Regions from separate parts of the Pan troglodytes genome. Here region 2 is linked to region 1. Evidence: chromatin contacts called from public Hi-C data. All regions are on one chromosome and are shown on one strand. Each heading gives the region's core, a stretch centred on a gene start, on an enhancer-like site or on the middle of the called end of the contact. The rest is flanking DNA. Distances are from core to core; before and after follow the strand shown. Region 1 has its middle 38 kb from the start of RSPH1. Region 2 overlaps SLC37A1 (solute carrier family 37 member 1).

Region 1 (6,699 bases), core at 3,426-5,925:
CACAGCCAAACCATATTAGGTGGTCACATGGTTGCCTACATTTGTCCAAACTCATTGAACTGTTCACTTAAAATGGATGTTTTACTGTCTACAAAATATACTTCAAGAAAGCTGATATAACATGTTTTTAATTTTTTAATTAGATTGGGATATTAGGCTACTGGTGCCAATGCCCAAGGGCTTCCCGTGGGCCCCACGGAGGGCCAGCTCTTGTCACACCCACCGGGTGAGGCACAGAGAGGCCAGTGTTCCCTGAACCCATAGCCAATGGCAACTGATAGAGCACTTCACATATATCTTTATGATGGTTAGGGTATTTGGATGATTTTGTTAATTTCTGAGTTGTCTACATTTTGGGGCGTTGGTTGGAAGCGACACTCTTACCAGGTTCGCACAACACAGGAGCCAGATTTCGAAGTGGCACAGGCAGTCTAGGGTTGTAATTACATGAGCTCAGGTTGGTTCCTCCATCCGTTAGCCACCAACCCCCTTCCAGTCCCTCTTCCACATACCTCCCTTCATTCTGTGCTGTATTATTATTATTATTATTATTATTATTATTATTATTATTATTGAGATGGAGTCTCACTCTGTTGCCCAGGCTGGAGTGCAGTGGCATGATCTCCGCTTACTGCAAGCTCCGCCTCCCAGGTTCACCCCATTCTCCTGCCTCCCGAGTAGCTGGGACTACGGGCACCCACCACCACACCCGGCTAATTTTTTGTATTTTTAGTAAAGACGGGGTTTCACCATGTTAGCCAGGATGGTCTCAATCTCCTGACCTCCTGATCCACCCACCTTGGCCTCCCAAAGTGCTGGGATTACAGGCATGAGCCACCACACCTGGCTGCTGTATTATTATTTACTCACATACATATCTTGCCATGACGTTGCAGGGATGCAACATGAGTTTACTACTCCATGCTCCTTCCACATAGCCACCCCCACTCCTGCCCAAGCCTGACTCCATACGCAGTGTTTGATCATAGTCCCCATTCCATAAATTGTGGTCATATTAAAAGTGAATAAAATAATCCCCAGAGTTTAGTTGTGTATCATTCTATTTCAATAGTTGTTTTTATTGTGGTGGTAAAACTAATATAACCTAGTTATAACACTCTTTATGATATTAATATAGCCTCTAATCTGTCAAAGTTTCTAATTTTGTGGGCACTCCTTTTTATTGTATTTGCAAAAAGCAGTAAAATCCAGGAATGCAGTGTACTCTTGTTCCCGGACCAGGCTGAGTGTCGGGCAGCTATTTCTTGTGACCCAATAATGAGATGCAGATGAACTGGGGAGGAGGAGAGTTTTTATTTCTGAAACCAGTTACAGGGAGAAGGCCTGGAAATTATCACTAGGCCAACTCAAAATTACAAAGTTTTCCAGAGCTTGTATACCTTCCAAGCTCTATGTCTACATGTAAGTGTGCATTCATCTGAAGACTTAAGTGATTAACTTATTTTAATCTATAACTAATGTCTGAGTCCTGGAGACCTTCCTCTGGAGCCTCAGTAAATTTACTTATCTAAATGAGTCCAGGTGCTGGGGTGATTACCCTTATCTTGACTTCTGCTAAATCTTGGAGGTCTGGGGAGTTCCTTCAGACTTCCAATAAACTTGTTTGTGGAAGCCTGGGGAGTTTTTTAACCCCAGTAAAACTTGTTTAATCCTAAATGGGTCCTGTTAAGAATTCTTTCATTATTTTGTCATGCCTTAAGGCCCAGGAAAGGCCTGGGCAAAACCCTTGGTGGGCTTTTGTTACATTTCAGCCTTTGTATAGGGGCACTGGCTTTTCTTAGCTTTTAATATTTAACTTAACTACTTGGTCAGTACTGAAGCAGTTGTTATGGAGGCCTGCGTTAGTGAAACCTGGCCTTCCACACTCTGTGTTACATACTCTTACAAATCCAAGTTCTAGAAAATTGTTTTCAAATAAATTTATCTTATGCAGCAGCTGTGTTCTGGATTGCAAGTGGATAAAATGAAACTGAGTGGATTTAACCATGCAGCACCAATAACTACCAGGTAGGGGCTTCCCACGTGGAGGTGTCAAACGAAGTTCGTTCCCTGCACTCCCTCATGCAATCCTCAAGGCAACATGTGAGATTTGCAATGAAGAAATTATACAACACGCAGAGATCACAGAGCTAGCTAACTGTGACGCTGATGTAACCTGGAAGTTACCAGTCTTTGAACTGGACGACTGTTACACTGAGCCGTGAAAGCTGACGGTTCTCAAAATGTGGCCCCTGGACTAGCAGCACCTGTCCCCACTGGAAACTTGCTACAAATGCACATGCTCAGGGGTGGATCCGAAATTTGGGATGGGGCCCAGCCATCTGTGATTGGACAGGCTCTCCAGGTGATTCTGATGCAGCTCAACCCGAGAACCATTTCTCTTGGGGAAGTGGCTTTGTGGAGGAATGCCACTACAGATCCAATACAAAGAATGGCCCTGGGAGGTTGGCAGTCAGGTGTTCAGGTCAGGTTTCCTCAAAGGCAAGACTCCTATATGACAGGAAGATGATCCTGTGACTTCATAACTACAGATGTGTGTGTGTATATGTATCTATGTGTGTGTGTCTATGCCATTTGTATACACTTTTTTTTTTTTTCTTCCTACAATGTGATGAAGAATCAAATTGCAGGCTCTTAATCCACAGAAATTCCCCCTTGTGATCTGAGGCTCTGCCAAGCAGTGGCCCCTCCCCAAAGCAGCCCCAGTTCTCCACTTCCCTCCTGGCCCCCACCCTTGATCATGGCTCCTGAGCATTTTGGGTTTTGTCCAGGGGCTCACTAAGAGCTCTGAGCAGGAAGTTCTCACTACAAAGATTCAGCTGTGGGCGAAAACCGTATCATTTCCCCAGGTGACGTGGGGTGTGAGGGCAGGGCTGGAGTGCCCTGGGTTCACTGGGGAGCTGCAGAGACTATCACTTGCCTTCCAGGAACCCTTACCGTGTGCCAGCTTCCACAGGACTGTGGTGGAAATGTGGTCAAGGTCTTAGGAGCAGGCCACACGGGGATGGTTCATGCACTGAGGGAGGGGTGTGGAGCCTCTGATTCTGATGGGACTCCCAGGGGTGCTCACAATGGCAAATGGGCTGCTGTTACCTCCTAGCACTGGACTCTGGGTCACCCGCAAGTGTAGGTCACTTCCTTGCTGGTCAGTAATGGGGCACAAGTCACCACAGCAGGCGCTGCTCCTGAAACTCTCTTCAGGGATAGCACGGGGGGAAGTGCAGGCAGCAGGCAGAGCATGGAGGTCCGTGTGGTGCTCAGTCACTATGGCAACTAGAGATCACAGAGCCACAGTCACCATCCCCCTAGGGCACCTGCCCAGGGAAAAGGAGAAATGTAAAACCACAAGCATACAATTAAGAACAGGTGCAGAGACCCAGCGGCTTCCAGGGCAGCTTTGAAGGGATCCCTCATCTCTCTGGTCCCAGGACATCTGTGCCAAGGGCCAAGAATGGGCCTGATTATAAGGAGCAGCACTGAGGTTCCGATTAAATGCTCAACCCTGCCTGATCTCTTACAAGGAAAGGGTGTGATATGTCCCCACCCAAATCTCATGTTCAATTGTAATCCCAAGTATTGGAGGTGGGGCCTGGTGGGAGGTGACTGGATCATGGGGGTGGATTTCCACCTTGCTCTTCTCATGATAGAATTCTCACGAGATCTGGTTTAAAAGTGTGTGGCACCTCCTCCTTCTCTCTCTTCCTCCTGCCCTGATCTTGTAAGAGGTGCCTGCTTCCCTGTCGCCTTCCGCCATGATTGTAAGTTTCCTGAGGCCTTCCCAGCCATGCTTCCTATACAGCCTGCAGATCCCTGAGTCAATTAAACCTCTTTTCTTTATAAATTACCCAGTCTCAGGTAGTCCTTTATAGCAGTACAAGAACAGACTAATACAAGGTGTCCATGGGGAAAGACACATGGAGAGATTTGGGCAGAGAAGAAAGAGAGGCTGGAAATTTGGAGCTGCCAATTCCCCTGAACCCCTGTTGTCTACAGAGGCAGCTCCCCTTTGCTCTCCCTTCTCTTTCTCCCCTCCTCTCTCCTCCTTTCCCTCCCCCTCCCTTTTGCCCCCTTTTCCTCCTTTCACCTCCCATCCCCCATGGAACCCAACACTCCTCTATTAAAAAGCCTTGCAATGACTGCACCTGGGGAAGTTGCCTCTTGAGCTGATGCCACTTCCCCAGGACCCACCTCACACCTCTCATTGCCTCCAGTCCCAGAAAACAGTTGAGACCATCAGAGGCAGGGTGAGGAGGGCCCAAGACCCCCCTGGGAGGAGGTTGCCTCAACATGGAGCTGCAGGTCCACTCCAGCAGGTAGCAGCTAGAGCCTGGGAGCAAGTGTGGGGTGGAGTCTGACAGTGCCTGCCCCACATGGAAGAGAGCGAGCCTGGATTAGGCTGGGTTTCAGGGTTTAATATGTTGGCTCAACCCCTGAGAAAGTGGTTAATAATCCTCCAGGTTGGCTAATTGGACAAAGTTAATGAGATTGAAAAGCTTGAAATCCTGGCACGCTCTAGAGAACAGAGCTCAAAGACTCAAGGAAATAGAAATGTAGAAAGGCGCCTACTATTTTCAACTGACTCAGACCTTCCCTAATATGCTTCTTCCCCAAGGGGCCCAGAGGAAGAGAGGAAATGCATTGGTGAGTCCTTCACCAGCTCTGTGGGCCGTCCTCTGTGGGCTGGAGGCCGCGCCACTCTAAGCACCAGAGTAGGGGTGGCTCTTAACCATCAGAGACAAGGCAGGTCTCAATGCCCCAAGGAGCGAGGGATTGCAGGTAACAGTATTTTGACCCATAATTGTCTATGGCAATGGGTCCTTGGTCACAGGCACCCCAGACATGAGACAGAGACCTACTAAGTGCTGTTTGACATATTTAGGTGGGGAAAGCCCAGGTCTGCTAGGAAGAATCCTGCCTCATGGCTAAATCCCAGGTACCAGACTTAAGGCAGTTTGTCACCTTTATCACAGGGTTCCAACATGAGGGCCCTTGAACTCTCCTATGGTGAGAGGCCATCTGTTTCCTGCTGGGATCCTGACTGAGAGGATGGTGCCTTCACAGACCTCACATTTCAGTGAGGGGGAGGGTCAGCACAAAGGTAATTATGCAAATTAACACAGCAGGAAGTTCTTATCAGGAGATAAACAGTACAAAGTCATGCACAGCATATCCTGTTAAACCAAAATACAAAGTAAATAGTGAGAAGTAGGGTTTGATTTAGAGTCTATCTTGATCAATTAAAAATTATGAACATTGGTCCATTTTACCTTGTATTTTAAAAAGGTAAATTAGGCAAAATTGCAACTATGCCCAAATTCTTAAAATAATAGTAAGTCAACATTAACGGTGGCGGTAGAGTTCTTATACATTTTCTGACTATGTTTTATGAGAGCAGAACGCAACATTTTTAACTTCATGTTTGACTTAATACATCATGTGTTCAGCAAAAGAGTCATTTTTACAAAAATGTGTATGGCCTTTAATTTTCCCAAGAGCTCTTCATCATCCTTTGAATTAAATTATTTGTTTTGTCAGGGCTGGTTTGTTTCTGTTTGTTTGTTTTTTCTTGTATCCCCCTAAGTAAGGAAACAAAGGACTAGTTGTTGACAGTCTCATACCCTATTGTTACTTAGTCTCATTTTTCCAGAACCTCCTTTGTCAGTAGCTTTGTGTATAATTTGAGTAGTCCCCCACATAATGTTAATCAATTCCATGAAACCTTACAGCGTTTCCAAGATTGAAAATTTCCCTTTGCCATCCATTGGTGTTATATTTGTATTGTGTTGTGGAAAATTTGACAATCAGAAAAACTGATTGCCAAGCACGTGGACACAATGGTTAGAGGCAGAGAGATGCTCAGGCTAAACAGGGCAGGTGTTCAGTGAGGGTGCAGCCTTTAAATGGTGCGTTTGTGGCAAATATTTTCAAGGCAGTCTGACCACTTTTGCTTCTCTACCAACTTTCTAATACGGGGTCCGAATAACGAATGCTTGGAGGGCATCCCTGGCCTACCCCAGCCCCAGGCACAGTGCCTGGCACACCCTTAGCTTTCCAGAAATAGTTATTGACTGGATGAATTGCAAATTATGGTAAATGGCATTGGTAAAAAAAAAAAAAAAAAAAAAAAAAACTTCAGCCAAATTAAATTTAAAGGAGTTTAATTGAGCAATGAATGATTTGCGATGCGAATCAGGCAGCCTTCTGAGCCAGGGTAGGCTTAGAGACTCCAGCTACGTGATGGAAGCATATTTATGGACAGAAAAAGGAGAGTGACGTACAGAAAACAGAAGTGAGGTAGGGATGCAGCTGCATTGTTTACAGCTCGGCATTTGCCTATTTGGATACAGTTCGAACAGTTGGCTGCATTTGATTGGCCAAAACTCAGTGATTGGCACAGGTGTAGGCCAATCTGCTTACACCTCCACTTGTTAGTGTTCACGACTTACAGAGAAACCTTTAGGCTGAACTTAAGTATGTACGGAGGCTAAACCTGGTTTAACAGCATAAAGAAAAACAAAAGAGCCAGGAAAGAGGACACCAGAGAGGCCTTAAAGAGTCTAGAGGCAGGGAAGGCCTCTGTGCGGGGTGAAATGGGAGGAAGTGGCTGAGGAAAAGAGGAGCATGGGGCAGGAAGTACGGGTCAGGTCAGGCGAGGGTACCACGTGTGAGTGTGAGGCA
Region 2 (6,377 bases), core at 1,094-3,593, 68 kb after region 1:
AGTCTGACTCCCAGCAGAGATCTTAGCGCGAGCTCTTTTCCCCTGGACTGGGCCAGAAAAGAAACCTGAAAGCAGAGGCTTCCTGGAGAAGCTTAAACTGCAGGGGTCCCTGGAGCCAGGGGGATGGCAGCATTGATTTGAATGTGAGTGTGCCCACCCCTCTGTGGACACACAGGACTTAAAAGGAGAAAACTGGCTAGGCGCAGTGGCTCACGCCTGTAATCCCAGCACTTTGGGAGGCCGAGGTGGGCGGATCACCTGAGGTCAGGAGTTCAAGACCAAACTGGCCAACATAGTGAAACCCTATCTATACTAAAAATACAAAAAAAATTAACCAGGCATGGTGACGGGCGCCTGTAATCCCAGCTACTGGGGAGGCTGAGGCAGGAGAATAGCTTGAATCCGGGAGGCGAAGTTTGCAGTGAGCCGAGATCGCACCATTGCCCTCCAGCCTGGGTGACAAAGTGAAACTCCATCTCAAAAAAAATGAAATAAAATAATCCTCAGTGGCAGACAGAAAACAAAGTCTGAAAAGCTGGAAGTATGTACTATGGGTGGGAAACTTGTTATTTGGAAAGTTCCAATTCTCCCAGTGTTAATATTTAAATAAAATGCAACTCCAGTGAAAATCTTAGCAGGGTTTTTTTTAATTGAATAAAATAATCTTAAAGTTTGTATGAAAGAATGTCCAGGAATTATCAAGAAAAGTGTAAAGATAACATTTTATGATATGAAAATATGCAAAAGATTAACATATTTTAATACCATAATCAAATTATAATATTACATGAGAATAGACAAAAAGGTCAGTAGAATAGATTAGAAAATATGGAATATTTGACAGAGCTTATTTAATAAATTTAATAAATGGTGTCGGCACAACTGGTTATTCGTCAGGAAGAAATAAATATTGAATCCCTATTTTATAAAAACAAATGGCCCAGGCACTGTGGCTCACACCTGTAATCCCAGCACTTTGGGAGGCCGAGGCAGGTGGATTACCTGAGGTCAGCAGTTCGAGACCAGCCTGGCCATCTCTACTAAAACCCCATCTCTACTAAATGGACAAAAATGAGCTGGGTATGGTGGCGGGCAGCTGTAATCCCAGCTACTTGGGAGACTGACGCATGAGAATCACTTGAACCTGGGAGGCGAACGTTGCAGTGAGCTGAGACCACACCACTGCACTCCAGCCTGGGCGACATGAGTGAGACTCCATCTCAAAAAAATAAAATAAAATAAATGGATTAAAGACATGAATGTAAAATACAAAAAGTAAAAATCCAAGAAGAAAATTATGTTTATCGTAGGAGTGAGTGTGAAGTTAGGAAACCCAAAGAAACAACGGGTGAGGGGGATGAACAAGCAGTTTACAGACACGGAATTCAGATCGCCAGGAAATATGTGAATGGCGTTCGAGTCTGCCGGTATTCCATATGCAAATTAAGGCAACACTGTGCTCAGTGGCTGGCACAGCATTGCCCAGGGCAGTAAGTGCTATTCACTGGTGAGGGGAGAGGAATTTTCATGCGTTCTTGATGGGATGTCAAGCGTTAGCACCTTTTGGTGACACCCAGTGAAATAAAAAATACTACAGCCTTCAGACATACTTCTGGGAATTTCACCCTAAAAATAAAAGCACCTTACTTAGGAATATCTTCATAAGCATCTTTATGGCAGCTTTGTAGTGACCAAAAAAAGCAAAAAGGAAAAAAAACAATGCTGGATATCAAGGGAACCTAATAAGTAGGTAAAAGTTTGAATAAATTATCACAAGTCCATATTATGAAATGTGCAGGTCCCTAAAAGAATTTATCACAGGCAAACCAGTTGACTCAGAAACATTTCCAGGAGGTATTTTGAGTAAGAAGTTAACATGTGCATAAGGATGTATAGAATGATTCCATTTTTGAGAAGTAAACAATGACCAAGAAGCTCCTCCATCTATTTCTGTATCCTTCATGAGTGGAGCATTTGCATGTCTGTCCCTGAGTGTGTATAATGCATTTCACGTGGCACCTGTGACTCATCGCAGGAGGCTGGCCGTGGGCAGGTGCTGTTGTCTGTGGGGGAGAGCCTGGCTGGTCGCTCCTACTTTTGGTACCAAAACTTTAATTGCTCTTCCAGGACTTAGATAATGCTTTGGAGAATTCTTGTAGCCTTATAAAAGGAATGTGAAGGACTGGTTAGAATCAGTGCACCCACACAGCCTAATGAGCCACGTAAAGTTGACTAGACAGATCGTCAAATGCAGATGATACACACACACACACACACCCTCTGTGTTGGCTGAAGGTGGAGTGAAACTGGCCTAACCCCACTGTCCTCCAGGGGGATTCAGTGAGGCCCGAATCCCCTGCTCCTGTCCTGTCCTCTCACTGTTGCCTTTCAGTGGCTCCTGCACCCTCCAGACTGCCTGATAATCTCCTCTATTGGAGGCCACGTACCTGCTGCAGAGAATGTGTCACATGGCTGTAGTCTTAGGCAACTTAGGTGGGGGCTGAGAACCCAGGGCAGGAATGAGTGGTTTCTGTCTGCGAAGTGGCTCAAATTCAGCATGGAAAGAACGGAGCCTTCGTGGAATGCAGGCAAATACAGTGAATGTTTGTGCCTAAATGACCGCGTGGGGCTCTGCAGGTGTAGGATGAGGGAGGAGTCCAGTCTTTTCTAGTGTCATGAAATTCCCACCGCAGCTGCCTGCTGCTCCCCGGACGGGATTTCCTCTCGCTGCCAGTGGGAGGGGTGGGGAGGGCTGGATGTGGCGAGGGAGTCTGTAGACAGAAGACATTGCCAGCTCCCGGCCCCGCCGCCTTCCCCGCACACTCGTCGCGCTGTGACTCCCGGCCCCGCCGCCTTCCCTGCACACTCGTCGCGCTGTGACTCCTGGCGGTTTCCTGGGTTCTTCCAGAAGATTGGCACCTTTCTTCTCCCACCCCCACCCTCCACCCGCGATGGCATCTGCTGTTTATTTTTGTTGCTGTTCTGTGTGTTGCATGGACGCTTTAGCAGCCGTGATGCCCGCGTGTTCACAGGGCCCACTCAGCCTCCCACCTCACATAAGTGTGGAGTTCAGTTGCTGCAGAGGCTTTTGCCTGATCAGTTTTTAATATCTACCTGATGTCGCAGGTTGATTTTGTATGTAACTTGTTGAAAGGCACTTGTGTAAAAAGGTGTGAAGAAAGCTGCTTTTATGAAAGCAGACGTTTCCCAAAGGACTTGACCCCCTCCCCAAGTATTTCCACAGGGATGGTGTGGCTATGCAGAGGTGAGGGTGCTTCCCTGAAGCGCTTTGGTGAGAATTTGCTCACCTGGCTAGGGGTTTGCTTACCAGTTCATCTTAACCTAATTAAGTTTGCATTGTCTCTGGAACGCCACGTTTGGGGGATAAAACTCATAGAAATACTGAAATATAGCAATGTTGTTGAAAACCTGTGGTTATGTAAATATCCTCAGAACTCTTTGTGCTGGAGTAATATGAAATCTCGATGGCTTTGGCAGCAGCCTTCCAACAGGTCTGCGGGGTGCAGGTGAAGGTGACCTTTCCAACATCAAGGAGAAGGGCCAGAGAGGCGCCCGGACTCACAGCGGCCCTTTTCTGGACCCTTCCCAGGGGCAGAGGGCCAGAGAGGCACACTCTGATTATGGTCCATCTTTATAGTAACGCTGGGACACAGGCATTGTCATGCCAACTCCATAACTGATGGCCAGGGAGTGTAAGTGATGTCACCAAGGCCAGAAGCCACAGAGAGGCACCAAGATCCCAGCTTAGGCCTGTCTGCTGCCGAAGCCTATATCCCTAACCAGGATGTGAGACCCCCACTCATTACATAACAAAACTAGAAAAACTTTTCTGCTTATTTATGAAAAAAAGGGAGCATTTCTAATCGGATATGTTTTCCACAGGTGGTTCCTCCCCAGAAATATTAAATCACAAAGGATATAAAATTCTGTTTTAAGCGGCGGCCTGCAGAATCTCTTTTTCCTTTCTTCTGCGCCAGGTTAATGTTAGAAACTTCAGCTTCTCCCTGCACATGATTCTCCCTCAGCCGGGGAATGTCCTGTATTCCTGCCCTAGCTGTGGCTTTCTTCAGTCAGAGGTGAATTGTAGTGGCGATGCTTAGGTCCTTTGGGTGTGGCCAGATTGACTTCCATGGGAGGCAGCAGGGAAAGGTGGGCAGAAACACCTGGCTTCTGAAGGTGCCAAGGAGGAGAAGTGTCCAACAAGGCGGCAGGTGAATGGAGAAAGGCCGCAGATACCAGCTTGATACAGAGAGGAAGGGCTGCAGGCACCCGCCCTGGGTCTCAGGATCACACTCCCAGCCCCTCACGTCCACCTTGGGTGGAGAACTTAAAACACAAGCAGGAGCAGCCAGGGGGCCCCAAGCAGTCGGGGAGCAAATGAAAGCACTCTCTTCCTGAGATGCCAGGAGGTCAGCATGGCGCCTCCAGGGAGGACCAGCTCTGCCAAGGGAGCTGCCGGGCAGATGATGACTTTGCATTGTAAAGTAGAGCCCTTGGCTAGTTTTTGGGGACAGTGTTTAATTATAGCAGAACAGCCCAGTGATGACGGCAGAGTCACGTGACCATGGAGCAGCTGCATCCCGTGTGACATGCCAGGACTCAGTGACGTGGCCCACGTGCTGCCAGCTATAAATCAGGGTGTCTAGCTCCGATTCAAAAGCCCTGGCCTTTTGAAAGTGGCCAGCCGTGTTGGCCACTCCCTCCTGAAGAGGAGGGGCAGGACTTCCGGCTGCTGCCTGCCTGGGCACTGGGGTGGCTCCCTGCCCCGCGTTCTGTGCCCTGACCTGGAGCCAGCTTTGTGCACTGCCCTCCAGACCCCTGGCCTCTCTCAGGTTCCAGCTCACGAGGACACCCCTCTGGTATCATGGGCACTGAATGGGCACTCGATCCCCCTAAGGGACACCCCTCTGACCACAAGGACTTCACTTGCCGCCATCACTCACGCTTGATGGGGCAACTCCTTTGAGTCTTGAATAGTGCAGAATGATCACTACAGAGGCCCCTGAGAAGAGAAGCATGGGAGTGACAGAGGCCACCAGGGAGGGACACACAGTCACAGAGCACATTCTGTCTTCCTCAGTTTCCCCCGCAACAAGACGAGCCCCTGCCACATGTGGCGCTGTCCTGGAAGTGTTGTTCCTCTTCCCAAGGAATGCGCTGAGGAAGAGCCCACTTAGGCCCCTCTGCCTCCCAACGAGAAGCACCCACTCAGGCCCCTCTGCCTCCCAACGAGAAGCACCCACTCAGGCCCCTCTGCCTCCCAACGAGAAGCACCCACTCAGGCCCCTCTGCCTCCCGACACATGAGCTTTCCTCTCTGCCCAGGGTTTGTTTCACAAGGGCCGTGCCATCCTAAGCTCTGTGCAAAAAGCCTGGTGTTCAGCGTCACGGGTCCCAGTGACTTCTGTAACTGGGCAGCAGCCTTGTCTGCAGAGGGGGAGACCGAGGCAGGGGCAGCAAGTAACATGCTCACACAGCCAGTCACCAAACTCCAGGGTGATGGCTTTCCCCTCCTCCCACCTCCCAGACAAGTGTCTCCAACCCTGGCCCTGCTTGCTGGTTCTGTGGACAGTTTGGTGGGTGGGTGGTCCCCTGCCCCAGGGATATTTTTAAATTGAGGTATGATTTACACTTACTAAGTATACAAATCTTCAGTGTACAGTTTGGCAGATCTGTACATGCCCATAGGGGTAGTCATCCTCTAGGTTAAGGGATGGACCCTTTCTGGCTCCCAGACAGCTCCCCATCCCCTGTCCCACATTGTCCCCCTTTAGGTAACCGTGACTCTCACCTCTAGCCGCATGGATTCGTTGCCCATGCTTGGACTTCCTATGAGTGGAATGCTGCAGTCTGTACTCTTTCGTGTCTGGCTTCTTCTGCTTCATGTTATGTTTGTGAGGTTCATCCTCATTGTTGCCTGGACCTGTAACTTGTTCTTTTTCACGGGTGTGTGGCGTTGAGTTGTGTGAATCTAGGAAAATGTACCCCTTCTTCCTTGTGGACAGGTGGTCAAGGATGACAGGCAGTCGGCTTTCAGCTTGGAGCTCTTAGAACTAAAACTGCTCCCGAGGCTCGTCTTCCGGTGGCATATGAAGATGGCTTATGTTCGTCACGTGCTCAGGAGTGGGGTTGCTGGAGAGTCCTGCTGAAACGTCACCAGCAGGCATTCTTGTGGGTCCTGCAGACACACCGCCAGCAGCGCCTTGTGTCCCTCTTAGAATGCAGGGTGCAGGTGCCCTGGGCAGGCTGCTGGGAGAGGAGGGGTGACTGTTCCTCTCTGTGCCCCATGCTGAGCCTCACTGAGGGCACTTCCTCTCCCTGCTTCTGCCCTCCCATCACGTCCCAGGGTGAGCTCCA

What was found. Hi-C and Micro-C count contacts between places; a contact is called where the count stands out from the background.
Region 2: a contact with region 1 is called in a Hi-C map of induced pluripotent stem cells, with 1.6 times the contacts expected there. The contact joins two enhancer-like sites. A contact is called at or near these places in 3 of 7 Hi-C or Micro-C datasets (induced pluripotent stem cells and stem cell-derived neural progenitor cells).

The regions. Positions count from the first base shown.
Region 1 is chr22:43,108,841-43,115,539 of NHGRI_mPanTro3-v2.0_pri, forward strand. No RefSeq gene overlaps it. Among named protein-coding and RNA genes, the nearest start is that of RSPH1, 38 kb to the right of the region's middle. Within about 2 kb of position 4,676, at least 4 of the 24 cell types and tissues checked have an H3K27ac peak or open chromatin away from gene starts, as enhancers often do. A contact at or near this core is called in induced pluripotent stem cells, where this site is marked.
Region 2 is chr22:43,179,123-43,185,499 of NHGRI_mPanTro3-v2.0_pri, forward strand. SLC37A1 (solute carrier family 37 member 1) reads left to right here. Exons shown (of 22, transcript XM_063803463.1): 6 at 6,026-6,377. The coding sequence starts at 6,307. Among named protein-coding and RNA genes, the nearest start is that of SLC37A1, 32 kb to the left of the region's middle. Within about 2 kb of position 2,344, at least 7 of the 24 cell types and tissues checked have an H3K27ac peak or open chromatin away from gene starts, as enhancers often do. A contact at or near this core is called in induced pluripotent stem cells, where this site is marked.